Regions from separate parts of the Mus musculus genome. Here all the other regions are linked to region 3. The links are chromatin contacts, called in public HiChIP or PLAC-seq maps. All regions are on one chromosome and are shown on one strand. Each heading gives the region's core, a stretch centred on a gene start, on an enhancer-like site or on the middle of the called end of the contact. The rest is flanking DNA. Distances are from core to core; before and after follow the strand shown.

What was found. HiChIP or PLAC-seq counts read pairs in DNA pulled down with a chosen protein or histone mark.
Region 1: an H3K4me3 HiChIP or PLAC-seq map of embryonic stem cells shows a contact between it and region 3, with 3 times the contacts expected there. The contact joins the promoter of Plcd1 here to the promoter of Itga9 in region 3. A contact is called at or near these places in 7 of 39 promoter capture datasets (the HPC-7 cell line, cranial neural crest, liver and 3 more), 17 of 115 datasets of contacts at active chromatin or transcription factors (astrocytes, bone marrow-derived macrophages, cardiomyocytes and 9 more) and 1 of 9 other capture datasets (adipose tissue).
Region 2: a contact with region 3 is called in an H3K27ac HiChIP or PLAC-seq map of SST interneurons, with 9 times the contacts expected there. The contact joins the enhancer-like site here to the promoter of Itga9 in region 3. A contact is called at or near these places in 17 of 39 promoter capture datasets (the 3T3-L1 cell line, the HPC-7 cell line, HPC-7-derived erythroid cells and 11 more), 9 of 484 Hi-C or Micro-C datasets (the HPC-7 cell line, cardiomyocytes, cranial neural crest and 5 more), 10 of 115 datasets of contacts at active chromatin or transcription factors (SST interneurons, astrocytes, craniofacial prominence and 7 more) and 3 of 9 other capture datasets (adipose tissue, embryonic stem cells and pancreatic islet).

What each region holds. Positions count from the first base shown.
Region 1 is chr9:119,092,135-119,095,203 of GRCm38.p6, reverse strand. Plcd1 (phospholipase C, delta 1) reads left to right here and starts at 1,702. Exons shown (of 15, transcript NM_019676.3): 1 at 1,702-1,846. The coding sequence starts at 1,813.
Region 2 is chr9:119,035,835-119,038,991 of GRCm38.p6, reverse strand. It overlaps Ctdspl (CTD (carboxy-terminal domain, RNA polymerase II, polypeptide A) small phosphatase-like), which reads right to left. Exons shown (of 8, transcript NM_133710.3): 7 at 1,446-1,631. Among named protein-coding and RNA genes, the nearest start is that of Mir26a-1, 5.6 kb to the right of the region's middle. Within about 2 kb of position 1,676, at least 62 of the 459 cell types and tissues checked have an H3K27ac peak or open chromatin away from gene starts, as enhancers often do. A contact at or near this core is called in SST interneurons, adipose tissue, astrocytes and 3 more, where this site is marked.
Region 3 is chr9:118,605,380-118,608,437 of GRCm38.p6, reverse strand. Itga9 (integrin alpha 9) reads right to left here and starts at 1,729. Exons shown (of 28, transcript NM_133721.2): 1 at 1,323-1,729. The coding sequence starts at 1,510.

The DNA of each region.
Region 1 (3,069 bases), core at 453-2,952, 490 kb before region 3:
TCTCAGGTCTCAGGCTCCAAAGAAAGCCTACCACCGAGGCCCTTTGAGCAGTCAGGGTCTCAGGAGAGTTTGCAAAGGTTCTGAGTAGAGTATATGTGGCACCCGGGCAGGACTAGGCCCACACCGCTGCCCCTGGAAGGCTTCCCCCACCAGATTCCACAACCATCCTAGGCACACTACTTAAACCTAGCTGCACAGAGCAGAGGGCCTCCCACCCCGTGAGAGAGGGAGAAGAAAGAGGATGGGAAGAGTGTCATGGTGCAGGTCAGCACTTGAGCATGACGTTCTTTGTTTCTGCAGAACCTGGCTGCTTGGGACAGCTTTGAGTCAGCATGCCTCCCCAAGTCTGCCTGGCAACCCCAGGCCAGGGAGGGGACATGAGTGAGCTGCAATGCGTGCAACAGAAGCTACATATGTGTCTGTGAGCTTGGAGTACTCAGGAGCAGAGCGTTCTATAAACCCGGCCATGGTCTTTTGTGGTAGAGGGAGAGGCCCTAGTGGTGGGTAATGCCCTGGCTTGGAGCCCAGGACTCGGAGACGGAGATGACAAGAAGAAATGACTCTGGAGATGAAGCCGTGCCAACTGCTGGTGTCAGGAGTTCTTGGTCTCAGGTGTAGGAGAGGAGGCCTGACTCATGGATGCGAATACCTGCCAGGCTCCAGGACAGGACCGAGGGGGGAGGTTCCAAGGCTCAGGGAAGACCTGGAGAGTAGGGCTTTGGAGAAAGAGACGGAAGTCAGGGAAGGAATTTCTCAATTTGCCCCTTCCCAGGCTCTGTCTGCAATGGAGCCTTACTCATTCTTCATGCAGTACAGCGCCCAGCTTGTGGAAAGGAAACCTGGGGGGGGCCTTCCTAGGGCATCAAGACGGGGGTGGGGGTGGGGAGTGGGAGGCCTGAGTGCCAGCCCCACACTGTGGGGGTGCGGGTGGGGTGGGGTGTACATGAACGGCAAGTGATTCTCTAAAACCCAGCCTTAACACTCAGAATCGGGAGACAGCCCATGCTTCACAGGCCACGGAGGCCTGCTAATGCTAGGAGAGAAAGAGCTGAGGAGAGCCCGGCTAGACTCTTCCAGGCCAACTGCCTCCAGTATCGGGACCCTTGCCCAGGCAGCCTCACGGCAGGCCTCCGTCTTCTCCCCTCATTAGGGAGTGAGGGGCCTATACCTGCTTGCTGTTACCCCTACCTTAAGGAAAGCACCTTCAACACCCCCGGAAATGAGACGTCTCTCAGAGCTAAAGAGAGGGGCCCCTCTCTTGAAAAAAAAATCTAGATATTACTCTCCCCAAACGTGGCAATGTGGGCCCGTGCATGCACGCATTTCTTAGAAGACAGACCAGACTGCCTGGCTAATCAGCCGCTTTAGCAGTGATTCCTGTCCCCGCTAAGACCCGATTCTGATTCTTTCCCACATCACCCACAACCCCGGCGAGGCCAGGCGCCCACAGGCAGGGCGTGGGGCCGGCAGCTCGCCGTAATGACAGGGCCTGTGGGTGGTGGCGGTGGAGGAAGCAGGAGGGATCTGACTATTTCTGGCCCTGGCGCACCCAGCTGGCCCGAGCCCCGGCCAGGGTTGGCTAGTCTTCCCGGCCCCCAGCACCGCGTCCTTTCCAGGTCCCCTGGAGGGGGCGGGGAGAAGCGCCGGTTGGCGGGTCCGGGGGGCGGTACGGTGTTCTGGACCCACCCCCGGCCGCCTCCCATCTCAGTTCAGTTGGGTCCCTGCACCGGACTGCGCAAGGACCCCAGGCCGCTTGGTGATTTTGCTCAAGTGAATCACGCCGCGTCCCCTCCTCCGCGCGCCCCGACCGGCATGGACTCCGGTCGGGACTTCCTGACCTTGCACGGTGAGTGTCCCGAACGTAGGGGAGACCCTCGGGAAAGCCGAAATACACCCGGGCGGCAGGGATAACAGCTCCTTCGGCCGCATTTAAACCACCAGAGAGCCAACTCCTTGTCCCCTTGTGGGATCCCAGAAAAACCTCGGCCCGCGCTGGACACAACCTTGGGCGTTTCCAGACTTTCCCCCAAATCTGGCCCAAGAGATCGGGGAGCAATGCTGACATCTCTCGGGGATTTCCCCTTAGCCTGTTCATAAAAGGCTGGGCTCCTGGGTCCAGATGGCACCAAAGGGGTCAGGGAAGGAAAGGGACAGCATCCTTAGCCAAACTCTCGATTCAGAGGCTCCCCAAAACACGGGTGCGCCTGAAGCGAGTCAGGCCGCGCGGGTGTGGCGGATGAGGGTGTAAATGGGTGGGGCGAGGAGGAGGTGTGCAAGTTTGGCTGAAGTCGTTCTGGCAGCCTTCGCTCCCCAGAACAGAGAAAAGCGATGCCAGGGCTGGGAGGAGCAGCGCTGTCTTTTTGCTGACCCTCCTGGTCGGACTGGGCCAGATCTCAGTTAGAACCGCCTGGCAGCTTGGTCCTTTGTCCAGCCGGCTTTGTTTCTTCCCATCTGGGCTAGCTCTTCTCCCCATGCCTGTCCCTCTAGCAGAGAGGGAAAGCGCAGGCTCCTGGCTGCCTGTCTTAGAAGCGTCCAGGGAAGAGCAAGGAACTAAGTGGTATTTACGCACACTCTGTGGGAGGGGCTGTGGGGAGTCTTTCCTTCGTGTCTCCCCAGGTCATCTATTAGCTCAGCAATACCTGCTCCTCTCACATCGATCCACGGTTTCACAGTATTTTTCACTTAACTCGAGTATCCCTGAGATTGTAGGTTCTTGGTTTTTGTTTTTTAATTAAACAACGTGTACTTGTGCTGGAGGGGGTATGGGTGTATGGAGATCAGAGGACAACTTGCAGGAATCAGTTATCTCCTTCTATCTTGTGCGTTCTAGGATCAAACTCAGGTCACTGGGCTTGGCAGCAATTGCCTTTACCCACTAAGACGCCTTGCCTCCTGGGCTGTAGATTTTTGTGTTCACCTGTCCTCCGCTCCACTCCCCCTTGGATGTGTGCCCTGCAGGCAGCCCCCAACCTGTTTTGCATCAGTTGACCTGGACTTTATTGTTGTGGGGGCCCAGTAAGCTTGGGTTTCTAAAAGCCACCTTGTTGGGCTGTGTTCCTGCCCCTCCCA
Region 2 (3,157 bases), core at 427-2,926, 430 kb before region 3:
AGTCCTAACAACTAGACAAAAACAGAATGTAGAAAATTCCCCTAAGACAATTAGTAAACTTTCAACAAATAAACGATTGAGAAGAAGAAAGGATCATATCAAAGAAAAACAGATATGTTAATTGAAGCAATGCATGAACCTTCTTTAGATCCTGACTTACAGGGACAAGATGCACAGTGTGTCTGTCCAGCAGATAAGACCTGAAATGGCTATGTGGTGTGTGGGAAGGCTGCAGAGTCTGTAGGGCGCTTATTCCTTATCTATCAGAGACAACAGCCAGGTGCAGAACGTGGCATTTGATTGACTTGATGACATGAACCTATTTACTAATTTAAAGGGTCTCACTATGTAGCCCAGGCTGGCCTTGAACTCAGAGAACTCATTTGCCTCCAGTGCTGGGATTAGAGGTGTGTACCTCCACACCTGGCAATGTAGACATAGTTAGCTGTAAGGCAGTCTGACTTTATTTTTACCATTCAACCGAATATAGTTTTTCTCCCCTTACTATAAGGGGAGCTACAGAATTCTGGGCTTTAGAAGATGGTGTTTTCACAGCTGGGCGTGGTGGCGTACACCTTTAATCCCAGCACTTGGAAGGCAGAGGTGAGCAGATTTCTGAGTTCGAGGCCAACCTGGTCTACAAAGTGAGTTCCAGACAGCCAGGGCTACACAGAGAAACCCTGTCTCGAAAAGCCAAAAAGAAGAGGAGGAGGAGGAGGAAGAGGAGGAGGAGGAGGAGGAGGAGGAGGAAGAGGAGGAGGAGGAAGATAGTGTTTTCATTGCAGGCTTGGGTGAGCCCAAGAAGCATGTGTGTTTCAGGGCATGATCTGGCTTGGTGTGGTGATCCTGGCTGATCTCTTCTTCCTGGAAGAGCCCAGTATGAAGCAGAGGGCACCAACCCCTGATCTAAGAGCCATGCCATCCTGGTGAGCAGGCACCAAGGGTGGCTATGCTCCAGGGAGCTGTATGTTGGGAGCCTTCTTGACTGGGCTTCTATGGCATCTTTCTGAGGTGGCAGAGCTGATGGTCCGATGGCAAGCCATTTCTGAATCACTTTATTCATTCTTGTGGAAGATACACTTCTGTTGAGGGGTTACCCTTGAGTCTGAGAGGTCATACGGATCTGGGCAGCTCTGTGACATTGAGGACTGACTGGCAGTGCCCACTCTGGAGAGTCATTGTGCTGAGCACTTGCCAGGCCTGAGCACGGGTCTAAGCACTGAGTCCTCCAACACTCTCAGGAGAGAGCAGTGTCCCTGTCATCTTACTTGTGGATGAAGAGGGAGGTTAAACAGTCATGTTGTCACTAAGTGGCTGAATCAAGATCTGGAAAAAAAAAAAAAAAAAGAAGCCAAGCCCAGAGTGCGCCTGAGCCCATGTTTCAGAACTGGCATTTAGGCTGCAGCTCAGACAGAGCCTCTAGCTCCTCCCCTGGGATGACTTACTGCATTCTCAGGATGGAAGATGTAGGAGGCAGGAGAATTGTCCACGATGATCACTTTGCTCAGCTCCCGTCCCAGGCGACTCAAGTCCTTCACATAGTTCCCACGGTGGAACACGCAGGATTCTCTGAAGAGTCGGGCCCGGAACACACCCCAGCGGTCCAGGAGGTCGGCAACAGGGTCTGCATACTAGAAAGACAGAGTCTCGGTGAAGGCGAGGCACCTGGAGGGGCCCGAGACTGGGACCTCCTGTGCCACAGTCTCCTGTGTGTTGAGATTGCGGGCTGTGGTGACTCACCACATCAGGCTCTGACGTTTTGTTTTGGTGCATTTTATTAGATTTGGAAAGAAAAAAAAAAAACCCCAGGTCTGGCAAGCTGTAAATTTTGGCAGCTGCCCAGAAGAGGCTAGAGAAAAGAAGTTAAGGAAGCTGAATGGGGGTGGGGGTGGGGTGGGGGGGGGAGGGGGAGGGAAGCATGCTCTTCTGAGCATTCAGAAAAGCAGACAGAGTTACAAGCTGCAAGAAATGGCCTAGCATTCCTCCTTGTTTTGGTGCATGTCTGTGTATGTGTGTGCACGGACATGTGTGTGTGTGTGTGTGTGTGTGTGTGTGTGCGTGCGTGCGTGTGCTTGTGTGCATGCGTGGGGAGGTCAGAGGTCAGCATCGGATGTCTTTCTCTATTGTTCTCAGCCTTATTTTTTGAGGCAGGGTCTCTCCTTACACCCACAGCTCATGATTCAGGTAAATTGGCTGTCCAGCAAGCCCCAGGGTCCCCGCTACCTCTGCTGCCCCAGTGCTGGACGGCAGGGGCACACGGGCTTTCTGCTTCCCTGCTGATGCTTAGCAATATTTATACCAACTAAACCTTCTTCTCAGACATACTCGCCTTTCACTTAAAAATTCCCATTGTCGCGTACGTGCACGCTCACAGGTGCACCATGATGTGCACCCGTGGGTCAGAGGGCAACTTCAGGGAATTGCTTTTCCCTCCCACCTTTAGGCAGGTTCCAGGGACTGACCTCAGACGGCCAGGCTTGTGTGGCAGGTGCCTTGAGCCGCCTCATCATCTCGTCAGCCTCTTGGACCACTTTTTAAAAAGGCCCTGAAATAACTGGAAGCGTTTTATGATTGTGGTATTCCCTCTCTACCTGTGTCAGAAAGCACTGCATTCTTACAGTTCTCTCCCACAGGATCCATCAGAAAGTTCTTATCAGTTTCCTCTCCAAAAATATCTCGACTCCCACCTTTATTTCTAATGCATCTTCCAGGACCAGGCCTCCTGACTTGGGAGGCTCCTGTTTCCTGCTGGGCCTCCTGTCCTTGCCCATTTACCTCACAGCTGTCAGCGTATCCACTGGAGGACATAGAACATCCTACCCCAGGCCTACTTAGAACTCCCACGGTTTGCCCACTGCCTTAGGAGTAAACACACGGAGGCACACAGCACATCTCATCCCATCCCCACTTCCTCCTGCAGGCTTCACTTGAGGTTTGAACTCAGCAGTGAGGTCAGAGCGAGGCACACAGCCAGGAAGCCCCAGGGCTGGCAACCCCTTCAGGGAGGGAGCGGACACGGAGGCTGAGTCACGAAGGCCACAGTAGAATGCACTGTGGCTGGGTCCTGGGAAAGTCCTTCTGGCTCTAAGGAATCCCAAGGGGAGCAGCTTCATCTCTTGCTGACCAGACAGCTTAGAGCACTCTCTGAGGGATGGGC
Region 3 (3,058 bases), core at 480-2,979:
AAATCCACCTGCCTCTGCCTCCCAAGTGTTGGGATTAAAGGCGTGCGCCACCACACCCAGCTCTACAAACTCTTTCTATTCAGCCATAATCTATCTGTACCAAGCCCAGAGCCCATGGCAGACCTGGAGCCTTTGGAACATAGGAAAGTGTTCTGCCCTGCTGTCTGAAAAGGAAGGGTTTGGCAACTGCAGGAAGCAGCCTTGGCTGGTAACTGTGACTAGAATCAATGTCAGGAAGGGATGCAGAGGAGAGCTACACACAAGGACTTTGAAAGCTGGTTCTCTTGGAGGCCGCTCTCCTAAATACACGAAAGTGTTAATAAAGCCAGTCACAAAGTTCTCTTTCTCCAGGGTTCTGAAAGACCCGCATCCACAAGCCCCCGATTGCCTCGGCCCCTGTCCAATTCCGAGCAGAGACTCCCAGTAAGTTACATGTCCAAGCACACACACTGCCAGTCTCCATCTCCCGGCCTGCTGCTTCTAAAGATGCTCGCTCACGGGATAGCACCCTCAACGTGAACCAGCCATCTCCTGGGTCCACAGTAACATCATCTAAAATGAGGCTGGGGAGCTACTGAACTCTAGCTGCCTTGAATAGGTGGGCGTGGTGCATGGTGTGGCTCGTTCATTCCAAGGAAGTGGTCTATCCGCCTTCTCTAAGCGCTCCTGCTGTGGGGTCAGTTAACTTCACTATTGATGCTTAATGAGGGAGAGACTTATTCTTTTCTGCAGGCCCACCCATCTCGCTGGTTCAAAACTGTACCCCTTGATTAAAAACTTCAGCTTCCTAAATCTTGTCTCTAGACACGTGGGAGAGCTCCAGGCTGCCCACCAGCCACACAGTCTGCTCCTTGGGGGTCCTCTCTGCATCCCAGATCCTCTCAGAACTTTGTGGGGCCCCTGGGTACCTCTTCTGGAGATTCCTAAGCCACCAGGACCCACTCCCACCACACCCCTTGTTTCTCTGCTTCCTGCATGCTGCTGCCCTAGAGTTACATGAAGTGGTCCCCAAGAGCAGCCTGGCCTCCTAGGGGCCCCCCGGGGATCTGGGGCAGATGGCCAGCCCGCGGTGGCCCCTGGAAGGCAGACAGCCAAGTAACTTTGCTTTGGCGAGAGCGAAGCTGCGTCTGACTGCCCAGGGAGGACAGGGACCCCAGGGACGCCCCGGGCCTCGGAGAGCAGGCCAGGATGTCAGCGTGGCCGCCCGGACATTTAAATCGGCCCCGCGGGAGGTGGAGTGGAAGAGGCCGGAAAGGCGGCGGCCAACTTGGGGGACCACGGGGTGCCCACGCCAGGGTCGAGGATCCGCGGGAGACACTTACCAGCGCGTGTTGTCGTGGAAGTGCTCCAGCACCGCGTAGCCGAAGAAGGAGCCTGAGGGGCCCTGGAAGCGTACCGGGCGCTGCGCGTCCAGGTTGTAGGCGCCGGCCGGGACCCCCGCGGCCACCAGCGCCAGCAGCAGCGCGCGGAGCCCTCCGGCGCCGGTCCGCGCCGCAGCCGGGCCGCCCATCCCCAGCCGGCCGCCGCCCTGCGCCCTGCCCCGCGATCGGGGCTCCCGGGACACGCCGCTGCCCGGGGCGGGAGCCGTACGCTCCGAGTCTAAGCCCGGGACGCGGCGATGGGCTACAGCGAGAGCCGGAGCAAGGCCAGGGACGGCCGCCAGCGCCCCGCGTCCTCTCGATGCCCGCCGAGAGGTCTGCGCTCTCGGAAGGAGCGGGTCCCGGGCCCGGGCGGCACTGGACTGCGGAGAGGCGCGCCCGCGGGGTGGGCGGCCCGGGCGGCCCGGGCGGGACGGGTCCGCAGCGCCCCCTGCTGGACGCGGTCTCAGGCGCACCCCCGGGTCCAGGTTCTGGACCTCGGTGAACTGCATCCTCTCAATGTCCTAGGCTCTGCTGTGTCCAAGCTGGCTGGGTCTCTCTCCTTTTGTCTTACACTGAAAGTCTCTCTCTCACACACAAAGACCCAAAGCTACCCGAGCCAAGGATGGGTAAATATTCTGGCCCTGCCCATCTGGAAGCTCTTCTTCAGAGGCAACCGCTCAAGACCGCCAGTCAGTTGCTGTAAGAATTAGTCATGTGGAAGAGAGCAGAGCGTTCTTCCATACTCCCTGACCTGGCCAGCGCTTTCCAACTTGGCAGACATACAATACAGCCAGGTGTGCTCCCCTGTATGTGGGAGATTATGGTGAAGTATACGTTGCATAAAGTTTACGTCATAACCTCATTTTGGTTATGTGATCATCAATAGCTCATCTTGCAAATTAAATTATACATAAATTTAACAAGCACGCCCAGCCCAGTCCAGCCCCCGGCAAGTTTCATTTATCCCTGACTCTATGAAGTTGACTATTCCAAGTTTAATGTTATTGTTGAACTAACTCTTTACTCTGGTAAAATCACAACCCCCTCCCCATCCCTTCCCACCCTCTCCACTTCCAAAGTCTCATTCATACTAAACACACACGACGCCTTTATCTTTTTCTTTCTAATCAGGCTTATCCTTACAACAACAGTCAAAGCCTAGGGTAGGCAAGGTGGGGTGGGGGGGGGGTGCACATTCCAGAGTTATCCACTCGCCAGCAGTCTAAACACGGGGATCTTTACAGGTGAAGAGCCTCTTCCAGCTGTCATCAGAAGGGCTGTGACAAAGGAAGCCAGATCACCGCTAGCTTGGGAGCTGGAGGGAAGGGTCCATGAGGTAAAGAAGCCAGGCAGCTTCAAAAACTGGGGACAGAGAAATGTCTTCTCCTCTACCCCTTCCAGGAACGCAGGCCAGCGAGACCCATGACCTGTCCAGCATTGTTAGATGATCAATGTTGCTGTCTTAAACCACTGCAGTCAGGTAATTTGCATAGCTCGGATGCACTACTGCTGTCTTACTTGTGGTCAGTATTGCTGCAATGAAACACCATGTCCAAAAGCAAGTTTCAGAGGAAGGGGTTGATTCAGCTTGTACTGTTCATCATGGAAGGGAGTCAGGACAGGAACTCAAAACAGGGCAGGAATCTGGAGGCAGGAGCTGGTGCAGGGGCCATGGAGGGGTGCTGCTTACTGGCTTG